2 separate regions of the Danio rerio genome follow, and region 2 is linked to region 1. Evidence: chromatin contacts called from public Hi-C data. All regions are on one chromosome and are shown on one strand. Each heading gives the region's core, a stretch centred on a gene start, on an enhancer-like site or on the middle of the called end of the contact. The rest is flanking DNA. Distances are from core to core; before and after follow the strand shown.

Region 1 (2,733 bases), core at 220-2,719:
TGAACAGAACAACAGGCCTAATACAAAAAGATTATTAGATTAAAATACGGAAAAATTATCAGATAGTAAATTCTGTCAATTTTCCTAATGGATAAACAGCACTCGTTAATATTTTACCATGCTTTCACCTTTTTATTCGACATGAAACACACATTTACTGGTAGGAATGAAATCCCACCCTACTCATCATTCTCTCTTCATATAGCAGCATACACTGTAAAACTCATGAAGTTAAGGTAAATCAAACCATTTGAGGAAACCAATTGCAACAAACTACTTAAGTTCAAAAACTAATCCTAATGTGTTCTGTGAACATAATCCATTCGAACTTAATTCATTTGATCCATTACTGAGCAATTTGAGTACAGTAAAACCCATTAAGTTAAGTTAACTTAAACCGATTGAGGAAACCTATTGCTACAAACCATTTCAGATAAAAAAAAACTAATCTATATGAGTACTGTAAACTCCATTTAAGTTGAAGTACTGAGGTATTTAATTAACTCATTACCTTCAACACTGAGTCCAAAACTCTTTTCAAATGAGTAGAAATAACTTTGTCAATTTTGAGTTATCTATACACTCATTTCATTTGATACTAGTTGACTGTTGGGTTTTACAGTGTGGCTATTACATAGACATAATAAACTGTAATATAGCCTGGTTGGTTAGTTTGTTGAATCGTTTTGCTTTCGCACTACAATCGATCCGCTCCAGAGTTTGTTTCAATCGAGCCGAGACCACCTCATTCAGGCAACCTCAGACCGATTGATTTGACGCCGATCCGAGCGCAATTGCGGGATTCACATATGCCAAATTAACTGTGCTAACTGTGCAAACGAGACAGGTTCCGAAACAAACGTCTTGGTATAAAAGTACTCCAAGACTGTATTTGCACACAATTGCCAAACAGTTAATTAAATTTTTGTAAAAAGGCACCACTGCTCAGATCAGGCCAGTAACCATCCTATCTACTGTTCTGAGGATCTCGCACGCTGGCCCTGGCCCATCAGGCAGTCCTTATTGTTGAGCCCTGAAGTGTAAGATAAGAAGGACTACTCATTTATTAAAACATGTTTATTTTTTATTTTTTTATTTTACATGTATTCATTAATTTTATTTATTTATTTATTGCATGGAAGGATGCATTGTGTACCCCTTACAATACATTTTAGAGCCTGTACCAAACATTGTGTATCAAAAAGACAAAAAAAGAAAAAGTAAAAGTAAAAAAATAAAAAAACTACATTTATTTGGGAAATAATGCATATATAAAATAATGCATCTTGTGTGAAAAGAAAAAAAAAGAAAAAAAAAAGGTTGAATCAAGACCTTTGCCTTTTTTTTAGGGGCCTAGCGATATATAACAAATGTGAAACCAAATAAAACATTTTCGGGAAATATCATCATGCACAGTAAAGACCTTTTTTGACATTTGTTAATGTTTAACCATTTGATCAACAAGCACCAGAAAACAAAACCTACCGTCATTTGTGAAATGCAATCAAAATGCAAGCTCCTGTACAAATCCACATTTTTTTCTGTTTCCTATTTTCTGTTACCTTCGTACAATGTCAAGGTGAGTTAATTAATTTGCATACTGAGTATTGTCGTAGTATATGTACATTTGAAAAGTGGTTTTAAAGATTGTTGACTAGCGCATTTGTGTGTGTGCGACTCAGAATGTCTTCGAGAGGGAATTACATATGAAAACATAACACCAGTTGAGAAGGCATCATACGATGATGGTGAAACAGTGAAATTGAACTGCATGACAGGTTATTTTGGCTTTTATAAGTTGAAGTGTAACAAAGGACAATGGCAGACCTTTATTGCACGAAGTTGCTCAAGTAAGAAAATGTTCCACATTGCACTTGATTTAAATTTTAATTGTAGTTTTTTTTTTTTGTTTTTTTACTAAAAGAGTAAAACTTGTTTGATTGCTACAGAGAAAAAATGTGGTCATCCTGGGGAAACACCAAATGGTTACTTTAAACTAATAGAGGGAAAAGATTATGTTTACGGAGCAACAGTGGAGTATACTTGCAAGAAAGGGTAACTGAACAACAGTGTGTTTTCTACTTAATAATGTACAGATCTCTCCCGATTGAGTTGATCCTACTTGTACTGTACTTACAATTGTTAAAAAAAAAATTCTATGTTCATAGGTATGAAATGGCAAGCAGAAACAATCGTCGTCACTGTAGAATTAAAGGATGGGATAATTCCATCCCTGTCTGTGAGGGTAGGCTTCTTGAAAGTCTGTTTCCATTTGATTCCTAAAGGTGCTGTAAGCGATTTTTATGCTGTGGTACACAATAAAACAACTTTACTCTCTGTAAGGTATCATTTAAGTAACTGTTCTGAAAAACTACATGATCTCTGTGACAGACCTAGACCATGTAAATTGTCCGCAGACCACTGCCAGAATTGTTGTCTAATCAACCACAAGGCTTTTTGAGGCACTTTCTGGTTGTCAATCATTGCGCACATTCACAGCAGGCACTTTATATCCTATGGGAAATTGGATGATGAGAGCGTGATAGATCAACTTGCAGTATGTTTGGATGCCAAATTGTTCACGTCAACAATAGGCATGAATGTTCCAAAGTGTTTGGAACCAGATGCAGAGCATAATGTGCTCCTGTTTAGCTTGACGTAAATATAGCCAACATATGGTGAATGTAACAGGTCAATTAGTAGGTTCTGTGCAGTTAAACATCTCTGTTCTGA
Region 2 (2,717 bases), core at 206-2,705, 440 kb before region 1:
AATTTAGAAATTAAGCAAATCTTCAAAAAATAAAAAAAAGGAAAATAACAAAAGGAAACTTCAGTTTTTGAGAAATAAAAAGGAATTTTGCAAACAATAATAAAAAAAATATTTTCTGGAAAAATATTTTGCATATTATATAAGAAATTGTGGTTTAGCAACAATATAAAAAAACTTTTTTTTAAATAAATAAAACCATGGTTCATTTTTTACAAGAGTTATACTGGTTTATTTTGTTTCATTCAAATAATCAGTAACCTATGGAGTCAATCTAGGATTATAAACTACAATCTAAAATATATACTTGCAACATAAAAAATTTTTGCAAATAAAAAATAATGTAGTGAGCAAAAAAAATAAAAATAAAAAATAAAAAAAAATTGCAAAGGGAAAATTCAGTTTTTGAGAAATAAAAAAGAATTTTGCAAACAAAAAAGAACTACAAAAAATATTTTGCATATTACATAAGAAATTGTGGTTTAATAAAAAAAAAAATATATATATATATATATATATATATATATATATATATATATATATATATATATATATATATATAAACAAACTTTTTTTGAATAAATTAAACCATGGTTAATTTTTACAGGTTATATCAGTTCATTTTGGTTTTATTCAAATAATCATTAACCTATGGAGTCAATCTAGGCCCATATATACTTGCAATATATACAGTTTGAGAAATAAAAAGTAATTTTACAAAAAAAAAAAAAAAAAAGATAAAGAACTGCGAACGAAAATCTTTCTGGAAAAAAACTTATACATATTTTAGTTCTTTGGACTGCTTGATTTTTTTTATTTGCAGTTCTTTGTTTTTGTTTGCAAAATTTATTTTTATTTCTCGAAACTTGCTTGCAAAACTTTCCTCTTTGTTGCAAGTATATATAGCCTTAGATTGACTTCAGATGATAATGAGTATTTGAATGAAACCAAAATAAACCAGTATAAAATAATCATGATTTTATTTATTCAAAAAATGTTATTTTTATTGTTATTGAGCAGCAGTAACCCCAAACTAACCATGATACATGTAGAAAACTGCTTTTTACCAATCAATATGACAAAAATTACACAATAAACAGTTGCTACATATTACCTCATTAAAACCATGGTTAATTTTCGGCTGGTAAAGCTTACCTGCACAAACTGACCACAAGCTGAGCTTGACAACCCAGGCGCAGATGACGAGAAGTTCCCCATTCTAGATAAAGCACAAGAATAGAGGTAAAACTGAGGAGAAAAGAACACCACCATTTACACAACAACAGACAGATTAACACACGCGATGACCTTGTAATAATCACCGGTCTGTAAAAGAAACATGTTGAAGATACTAGGAAAGCAAACGCAGTTAATGCAGACACAAGAGAATTCGACTGGCAATTTAAGTCAATCATCTTCAAACTGATGTGGTCTCCTCTTGAATCAACTAACTAACAATGACCTCACAGCTAGACCGTAATCTGATCAGATCACAGGGGGGATTTAAACATCTAATGACCCCAAATACAACATCGCCTTTGTCTGCTAAAGTGGGCTAACTTGTGCGGTCCTGAACAGTGTAAAAACACGTCGCACTTGAGACAAACATTGTTTATTTCAATGTAAATATGAAATATGTTCAATTATATACCTAATACTAATTATATTTATAATGACCTTAGACTCTGATAAGCCTGTCTGGATTTGTAGAAACAGCCCCTCGTAAACATTGTGGAGTGTAAATAACGTCGAGCGTAGCTTAATAAATAAGGCCGTCCAAAATCATTACCGGCTTTACACGTAAAGAAAGACGTTTCTTTTATTTCATAACAAAGTCCAAAACACACGCGTACCTCTCAACCGGAACAACATTGATTTGACGTATCAAGCTCCGCCCTTCACGAGTCTGCCAAATATTCATCCAGCCTGTCCACTCTCCCTCCTCTGTTCATTAGACATATGAAGCAACAATCGTATTTTCCTCTAGGGGGCCGTAGTGGCTCAAAAAATAATTTACTATAAAAATATTAACTATGACTAACTATAAATATTTAACATTCAATTTCTATAAAGATTTGGGCGTGACATATACGTAAAGTATAATTTTTTAATTAGATAATATAGGCTACTGAAAAACTAAATGTGCAGCAGTGAATAGCTTGTTTAAATCCACAAACGACAGTGATTGGTCCGTCCTCACAAACACTGAGAAATGTAACACTTGTCACGCGTATTTGATGAGTGAATAGTGATTTAAACTAACAATATAAACTCTTTTTGATTGTTTTTTTTTTTTTTATTATTGGAACGTTCAACAAGCGTAGACAAATACACAGAAAAGGTATAAATCCTATAACAACAAAAATAGACAACAGAACAAAGCAAAACAAAAGAGAAACAAAAAAAATATTGCTAGGGGTAATATAAATTACAATACATCACTTTAAATCTTAAAGCAAGGTCAAAGTGATGTAAAAAAAGGTGACAGAATACAATCAACCGGGTATTATAGAAAAGTATGCAATACTGTAAGATTCATATAGTGTTATTAATTTTAAAGCTTTAACATTGCTGGAGGTGGAGATCCAAAACATATCCAAATCATACTTTAAATCTATAAAAAAAAATAAGAATCAGGGGCTTTATAAGACACAAATTTGCATTTGTGTATAAAAAAATCTTGTTAGTAAAATAAATAGATTTATTTTAATCTTTTACTT

Evidence for each region. A called contact is a pair of places that touch in the nucleus more often than the background predicts.
Region 2: a contact with region 1 is called in a Hi-C map of hematopoietic stem cells, with 6 times the contacts expected there. The contact joins the promoter of glrx2 here to the promoter of cfhl3 in region 1. A contact is called at or near these places in 5 of 18 Hi-C or Micro-C datasets (caudal fin, embryo, hematopoietic stem cells and 1 more) and 2 of 4 datasets of contacts at active chromatin or transcription factors (caudal fin and embryo).

What each region holds. Positions count from the first base shown.
Region 1 is chr22:23,599,929-23,602,661 of GRCz12tu, reverse strand. It overlaps cfhl3 (complement factor H like 3), which reads left to right and starts at 1,469. Exons shown (of 13, transcript NM_001199191.1): 1 at 1,469-1,579; 2 at 1,683-1,850; 3 at 1,950-2,055; 4 at 2,169-2,245. The coding sequence starts at 1,510.
Region 2 is chr22:24,035,320-24,038,036 of GRCz12tu, reverse strand. glrx2 (glutaredoxin 2) reads right to left here and starts at 1,455. Exons shown (of 4, transcript NM_001002404.2): 1 at 1,306-1,455; 2 at 1,153-1,216. The coding sequence starts at 1,215.